2 separate regions of the Mus musculus genome follow, and region 1 is linked to region 2. A link is a contact called in public HiCAR-type data. All regions are on one chromosome and are shown on one strand. Each heading gives the region's core, a stretch centred on a gene start, on an enhancer-like site or on the middle of the called end of the contact. The rest is flanking DNA. Distances are from core to core; before and after follow the strand shown. Region 1 holds the start of B230311B06Rik (RIKEN cDNA B230311B06 gene). Region 2 holds the start of Nucb2 (nucleobindin 2).

Evidence for each region. HiCAR-type assays count read pairs that join an accessible place to other places.
Region 1: a HiCAR-type map of astrocytes shows a contact between it and region 2, with 6 times the contacts expected there. The contact joins the promoter of B230311B06Rik here to the promoter of Nucb2 in region 2. A contact is called at or near these places in 1 of 39 promoter capture datasets (pre-B cells) and 1 of 115 datasets of contacts at active chromatin or transcription factors (astrocytes).

What each region holds. Positions count from the first base shown.
Region 1 is chr7:118,589,126-118,593,566 of GRCm38.p6, forward strand. B230311B06Rik (RIKEN cDNA B230311B06 gene) reads left to right here and starts at 3,160. Exons shown (of 2, transcript NR_169121.1): 1 at 3,160-3,335.
Region 2 is chr7:116,502,225-116,506,139 of GRCm38.p6, forward strand. It overlaps Nucb2 (nucleobindin 2), which reads left to right and starts at 2,145. Exons shown (of 14, transcript NM_001130479.2): 1 at 2,145-2,260.

The sequences.
Region 1 (4,441 bases), core at 1,910-4,409, 2.1 Mb after region 2:
TAGAGTGTGATTGTTTGGTTCTCTGTACCTGTGGCAGCCGGCTCACAGGAACTCCAGTTCCAGGGGATTGGACACCTCTGGCCACTGCAGGAACCTGTACTATGTACACATACCCACCCTCATATATATAAATATGCATTTATTTATTTACAATAATTGTTATTATTAATAATAAATATTTACTATAAATAAATGTTTATTATATTTATTAATAATAAATATTTATTGTATTTATTAATATATATTCATTAATAATAATTGTTATTATTGTTAATTGTTATTATTTACAAAAATTGTTTACAAATTGAGTCAAGAGCCTGCATCGCAGGAACAGCTGTCTGGTATTTCTACTTCCTCTTTGACAAGAACTGAATTTTCTAGGAACACAACACCTTAGGATTTAGTCTCCAGTGTTGTCTTGGTCTTCACTGTCTGTATCACTGCACATCTGCATCAGTGCACATCTGCATCAGTGCACATCTGCATCAGTGCACATCTGCATCAGTCCACATCTGCATCAGTTCACATCTGCATCAGTGCACATCTGCATCAGTTCACATCTGCATCAGTGCACATCTGTAGATGCACCATCAGTGGGGTTCCCCCCACCCCGAAAGTCCTGAGGACACTTGCAGAACACTGTCCTTTAAGCACAGTGGCCACTACCATCTTCATCAGAGCAGCTGTCTGATGACCCAAAAGGGACCCTCAAGATCAGGTCTGTGGAAGTTTCCTCAGAGATAGTGGACCTGGGAAGTAAGTAAGACCCTCACTGAGGCTCCAGCTGGATGCAATTCTGTCCCTGCTGTCTGTGAAAGAGTATACCCATGGAAGAAGGATAATTGGGGGTGGGGGAGGTGTTTATACAGCTTAGCTATGCAGGGCTGGGACTTGGAAGTGATGTGGGGGCTTGGCTAATGGTCATAGGCCACTAGGGGTGGGTCTTTAGAAGTTATAACCCAGGGCTGATCCATTGTGTGGTGGGTTGAAGATGCTTGGCCCAGAGATTGGCACTATTAGGAATTGTGGCCCTGTTGAAATATGTGTGTCACTGTGGTCATGAGCTTTAAGATCCTTATCCTAAGCCGAGCAAGATGGCATAAGCCTTTAATCCCAGCACTTGGGAGGCAGAGGCAGGCGGATTTCTGAGTTCGAGGCCAGCCTCGTCTACAAAGTGAGTTTCAGGACAGCCAGGGCTACACAGAGAAACCCTGTCTCAAAAAAAAAAAAAAAAAATCCTTATCCTAGCTGCCTGGAAACAAGCTTTCTTGTAGCAAGCAGCTGTCAGATGAAGATGTAGCCTCTCAGCTTCTCCTGTACCATGCCTGCCTGGATGCTACCATGCTCCCACCTTCATGATAATGGACTGAACCTCTAAACCTGTAAGATAGCCCCAGTTAAATATTGTCCTTTATAAGAGTTGCCTTGGTCATGGTGTCTGCTCACAGCAGTAAAACCCTAACTAAGACAATCACTACGTGACTGAGCTACTCCCTCCTACCACTACATGCCAGTCTACCATGCCAGTCTACCATGCCAGTCTAGTCTACCATGCCAGTCTAGTCTACCATGCCAGCCTACCATGCCAGCCTACCATGCCAGTCTACCGTGCCAGTCTACCGTGTCAGTCTACCATGCCAGTCTACCGTGGTGGGCTGAAATCCCTTTGAAACCATGAGCCCAAGCAACTCTTTCCTCCTTCATTGTTATACATTTTGACCACAGCAATAAGACAAATAACACACCTGGCCTTTTTCCTGGCAGACCTGCATGCATTCCCTACCCTCCTTGACCCTTGACCCTCTTCTCTAGGCCTCCTTCTCTTGTGGCATTTACCATTCTTTAACAGCTTGCCTTCCTGGTAATTGTGGCATTATTGTGGCTGTCAGCCTACCCCAGTACAACAGAACGTAAGTCCCATGGTAGGAATGGTCTGTGGTCATGGCAGATCACCAAGAAGTTCATTAGGCTTGTGGGAATTAATGGATGGAGGAGGGGAGACTCTTTCTCTCAGAGATTGCTCAATAACTATTACTCATTCATTCATTTTACTGGTATTGGAATTCTGTCGGGACTCCACCCCCCACAGTTAGCTGGCAAAAGCCAGGTAGGCCTGGCCCACTATAAAAGGGGCTGCTTGCCCCCTCCCCTCTCTCTTGTCTCTCTTCTCTTGCCTCTTGCTCTCCCTCTCTCTGCATTCCCTTCCTCCATTTCCCCACGTGGCCATGGCCAGCCTCTACTTCTATACTCTCTCTCTCTCTCTCTCTCTCTCTCTGTGTCTCTCTCTGTCTCTACTACCCTCTTGACTCTCCTCCCCATGCCCTAAATAAACTCTATTCTACACTATACCATCATGTGGCTGGTCCCTCAAGGAGAAGGGATGCCTTGGCATGAGCCTGTCAAGGCGTCCCCTTCCCCATACCTCACCACACCCCCCATAAAACATATTCTTATACCCTTTTTTTCTTAATAATCTTTTTATAACAACTGGCGTGTTTGTTTTGTTTTGTTTTTGAGAAGTGGAAAGGGAAGGAGTCAGAGTCTCATGCATCCCATGTATCCATCCCATCAAATCCACTATGAATGATCTTGAACTTCTAACCTACCTGCCTCTGCTTCCTAAGTGCTGGGGTTGCAGGTGTACACTGCCATTCTGTTTTATGAGTGTGGGGCTCAAACCCCAGGATTCTTTCATGCTGGATAAATTACTAATGAAGCTGTATTCCTGGCTCTTTTTGTTTTGAGACAGATCTCATTATGCAGTTTATCCTTGCCTCAAGCTAGATTCCCCTGCCTCAGCCTCCCAGGCAGTGCTTTGGCAGGAACTCACACCACCAACCCTAATGAAACCTGGTGCCTCCTCGTGTGCTGGGTGAGTGCTCTCTGGTGGGCTTTCTGTGCCTCTGTCACTTTCACAGTGTGTACTTGAGCCTAACGGAGCACTGGACTCTTCCATATAGCAGAATTTGGTAGAGTAAGCTGGCATACTTTTCTCATGGTAAGTGGCCTTTTACTATGGGGTGTCCACCATGATTCCTCAGGACAGACAGAAGGAGTGTCCCTCCTCTCTTCCACACTCTGGCCTCCTCACTTCCCAAGGTCCCCCACAGATGTACTTCCGGTCCATCTGGAAAACATTTCCCTCCTACGGAGGTAATGACTTCCGCCTGTACCCATTCCCATCAGCCCTGCTACACTGTCCTGCTCTGAGTTCTGACTACTCTCTGTCTCTAGGGAGGACTTGGCTGAAATCTCCGAGGCAGGAGATGAATCCTGATGAGAGCCAAAGTTTCTCTGAGGTGGCTCATGGCCTAGACGCTGCTGCCCAGAACGCTGTGAGTGGGGGAAGGGAAAGTTCCCTTTGGCTATTGTTGCAGACAGACAGCAGGACACCAGCACACACACTCAGCAGCTGCCCTCGTGGGTATTTGTTATAAGGCTGTTGAGCTCCAAGGGCTCCTTTTGGGAGGACCATGCTGTTCTGGTATGTCATCATTCCAACTTTCTCATGGTAAGCTGTCATTTCCAGAGAGAGAGAGAGTGAAAAATGAGACAGCCTTGGATCAGCAAATGGTTCTTCACTCACTGGCTGTGCGATCCAAGGCTTGTTACTAAGCCTCTCTGTGCTTCTGCTCTCTCATCTATTTTCTCCCCTTTCCTTCTTTCCTCTTTTAGATAAGAGCTTGCTAGGTAACCCAGGCAGGCTTTAAACTTAAAATATTCCTGCTTCAAGCCACCAGAGTTCAGGGATCATGGGTCTGCATGACCAAACCTGACTCTCTTCCTATATCAGTGGTATCTGTTCCTCTGTTTAAAAAAAGCATTAGCTGGACCTGGATTGTGCAGACAGGGAGAGGTGTGGGTTTGACTCCTAATGTGACCTGGGTATCTGGGAGCTATAACCAAGGAGCAGGCTGGAGGTTGCTGATAGGAAATTACCAGGACAGAATATTAGAGCTGTATTAGTTAAGTTGCTCTGAGCAGATTGGAGGAGGGAGGACTTAGTTTATTCCAGATTTCAGAGGCGTTGGTCCAACTTCTATCATGCTGGCCAAGAAGCAGAGAGAGGGATGGTAGCAAGAAAGAGGTGAGGGCAGAGCATCTCGCGTCCACCCCTGCTTCCTCCCAGGGGTGCCATCTAGATGGGAATTCATCAAAATACAAGGTCAGAACCTGCAGTATCTAACTGTGAGCAATCTGTCACACACACAGCAGGATGGAATGTCTCATTAATCATGAGGTGATTCGAACTCCAATCAGGACGACTGTGGCGACTAGCCACCACAGGGAGTTAAGGAGGTTTCTATCTAGGCTGAGCTGATGAAACTGTCACTGCAGATAGATCAGGTGACAGATACCATCTAGGAAGGAGGCCCACTCAGTGAGGGGCAGCAGGTATTAGGGCTCCTTCTTCCTAAATGACTGTGCAAGGCTCTCTGGC
Region 2 (3,915 bases), core at 895-3,394:
TGCTGTGCTCCGCTGTCTTCTAATCCAGGAAATTGCTGTTTACTTATTGTTCAGCCTGTTTTTCTTGTCTTCCCCATGCCCTTCACCCCAGAAAGGTGTCGTCACCTCAGTCACCATACTCCTGTTCGCTGTCTTCTTCCTTTAATTACATCATTGGATGAATTCCACCTTCTCGTTTGCCAGGTTTTACTGATCTGCATCAGATTTCTATGAATCATACAGACAGATCAGCACCAGGGTTTCTAAGGTTTGCCCTTAGAAAATCTATGCCCAGTTTTTGTGCCCCATTCACATGGTATTTGTCCTTGTGATAGGTTAATAGGTAATGGAAATGTTCAAGGCAGTTCCTGGCTTTAATAAGTTAATAGTCTAGTATCTTGTTTTTGTTTCATAAGGCAGGTTCTTACAGAGCTCAGGCTGGCCTGGAATTCCCGATTCTTTTGTTTCCATCTACCATATGCTAATCCTGAAGGCGTGGGGACCACCGTGCCTAGTGAGTCTAGCAATTCCCACAGTGCTGGGGTGGAATATCAACTCAAATATTACAGGATTACTAACGATTCTTAGGATGTAGGTAATATCTCTCAAGTTGAAATTTAGTGTGCCTATAACATAATCTTTTATCCTCTTCAAGTGTCATTACATTCAACTTGTTCATTTTTTTTTAAACATATGTCTCTGCTCTCAATCCCTCAGTGGAAGCAGAGCCACAAAACAAAAAATGGACAACATTCTAAAACACAAAAGGAGCTTAGCTTTGGGATATTATTCAAAGTAAGTGGACGAGAGGTGTGGATAAGAGTTAAAATCTAGAGGCTGAGGTTTTGGTTTAGTCACCATCCCAAGAATGGCCGAGTTAGTACAATGTGACTGACTCTTTTTTATAGACTGTAAGTGTGTGTGTGTGTGTGTGTGTGTGTGTGTGTGTGTGTGTGTGGCTGTTACTGACCCCATTTTATACACAAGGAAATGGAAGCATAGTGCTCTGATACCTTCTTTAGGATGGGTTAGAAAAGTTGAGTGTTGCAAGAGAGAAGTCTGATCTCTAATGGTGCACACAGCCATTAACCCACGTTGTGTCTTGCTAACAGTGGTTTCCATTGCAGTCTACCCTCCCCTGGATCTGTGGGTTCTTCGTTTGTAGATTCAACCAACTAGAGATAGAGAGAATGAGACAGAGAGCGAGCGAGCGAGAGTGCTAAGTGCCAGCATTCGTGTGTCTCTCTCTGCTTCCTGATACCTTGTGCCAGCTGCCTCAAGCTTCTTCTACTGCTGTACTGAAGCACACCCTTAAACTGTGAGCAAAACAAACAAGCAAAACCCCAAAACCAAACCAAACCAAACCAAACCAAACCAAACCAAACCAAACCAAACCAAACCCCTCTTCCTTCTTTAACTGCTTTTCTTAGTATTTTTCGTTGCAGCAAGGAGACCAGCCAGTCAGTACACAACCTAGGACCTTTTTCTTTGGGTTGAAAAACAAAACAAAACAAAACAAAACAAAACAAAACACCCTAAAAATCAGTCAGGTGCGAGTAACTGGCACTCACGCTTCAAAACCAGCTCCAAGGCTCTAAAGCTTTTCTACCCTCCAAGCACGTACAAAATGCCCCACGGTTAAAATGTTGTTAATGTTAAATGTGTTGAAGATGTCTTGACTCCACGGGGCAGAGAGAAGAAAAATCTGTATCTGAGAGGTAAATGCTATTAAGTCACAGGGACTCAGGGACCACGATAAGGAGGGTGGGGGTACGTTAAATACCAGTCTGAGTCCCTGCAGGAAAGAGGCTCTCCAAGACTCACAAGAGGGCTACCACTTTTTTCTCCACCACTGTGGGCGCTGCAGGCTCATGCCAGAGACCAAGAACCTGGCAAACCCTAAGATTTTGTGGGGGATCCCCGGGCATCACTTCACCCTACTAAGCCATGCACTAAGAGCTAGTCTAAGACAGCAAGGGAAGGAAGAGGCGCGGCTTCCTCACGCTTCGGAGAGCGCCACGTCCCTCTTGGCTAGTTCTTCCAGAAGCGCCTTCGCGTAGGCGCGTCCCTGGACCAGTTCACCAATAGGAGTCCTCCGCGATCCGGAGCTGGACCAATTAGCGGCTGTGGGGGGAGGAGGCAGTCACCATGGCAACCAGGAGGCGGGCACGCATTAGGCTGTGGATCAGAGCAAGGCGGAGGGCCGTGGGCAGGGAAAACTGGTGTGCTCGCGGCGGGCATCAGTCGGCTTAGCCTCGCGCGCCGGGACCCTGCAGAGAAGGTCAGTGGCGCGGAGCAGGGTGTAGATCCCAGCCTCGAGGAGGCTGGACGGGTCACAGAAGAGAGGGCGCAGGTCTGTTCTTGCCCTGCCCATGGTTGTGGGCATGGAGGGCCGAGTTCTGGGCGGGCAAGGTTGGGGAGGGTCTCCCAGCTGAAGCCGGAGGCGTCGGGTCCACTCCACCACTCTTCTAGCTACAGAGCGCTTGAGCTTTTCTTCCGGGTGGGTAGCACGAGCAGGCAGAGTAGGTGCTGGACCCAGACTGGGGCGGGGTACGTGGGCGAGGGGCTCGCCCACTGGTGAGGTCTCTGGACCTATCGATTCCCGGCTGATGCTCCGCGCCCCCCCGCCCCCCTCCAGTTGTGGAGCAAAGCTAGGCCCAGGAACACAGCTCTTCCCCGGGGTATGTGAAACCAGCATCTGCCACTAAGGAGAAAGTTCCTGCCAGCTGTAGTATCGTTTGCCCCAAAGTGACAAATTAGGTGAAAGAGGATACATTTTGATTTAGGGGGAAGAGAAAGATGTTACTTTCTTGTTGCACCTGCTGAATGTTACCTCCGTGGGCTGGTGTGGTTATTGTGGTTGATACAGACAGCAGTCTTACCAGACAGTTATTTTGCAAAATCAGAAAGGGGTGGAGGGGAAGAGAATGAAAATGAACAGGAACCCTTGTTCTGATAATTTATACCTTTTACACGGGTTAATGTACCTTTTACACAATTGAATGCCGAGTGCTATCATCTAAGTTTCTTATTTAAGAAACTGTGGATAAATAATATACATTTTATCCCCCTCCCCAATCATCCTGATTTTGACAAAAGGCAGGAAAGTGGTGACTCACACAATATCAGCTGTTAGGGGAGCCTGAGGCAGGAGGATACGGGGCTTAAATGAAAATATTTGTTATAGTGAGTTACAGTTAATTTTGGGATTTCCCTACAGGAAAGCTTAAAATGTTGAGATGATTGTCCCAAAGAATTGTCAAGAGGTGATAGTATTCTACCAGGCATTTGGACCAGGGAGCCTTTGGCTATTTAAATTGCTTCTTAAGGTCTTCCCTGGCTGGTTTTGTTAAGAAACTGGACTTGAGTAATGCTCAGATTATTTTATCTTAGAAATTGTATCAGGAGTTTTCCCTCACATAAGCTGTGTTATGGTTCTATAAAACTCAAATTCAACAAATAATGGTCCATGTTCCAACACATGTTCCTTGGTTAACACAATTAACAGGGTTGCACATTAAAATAATGGAAATTTAGGATTACAAATGAAATCTCAGATAGTATCACTCTAGTTATTAGGTGAGCACAGGACTCTCCATCATTAGGTTTGTCTGATGTGGGTCAAAAATTCATTTCCAAGAGCCATCTAGATGACTCGGTGGATAAAGGCGCCCGCAGCCAAGCCTGATCTCCCTCTGAGTTTGGTCCCAGTGACCCATAGGGTAGAAGGGGGCACCAGCTTCTGCAAGGTGTCCTTTAAAACATCCATAAATACATTGTAACAATTCCTCTCTGCCTCCTTGTGGGTTTACAGATGCTGTTCTTAGGCTATTTTCATTTACCCACTGCTCTGTGGTGGAGCCCCTGTCGCATTTACTCTCCTCTGTTCCCTAAGGTACTTACTGTTCATTTCATACTGTGTGTGTGTGTGTGTGT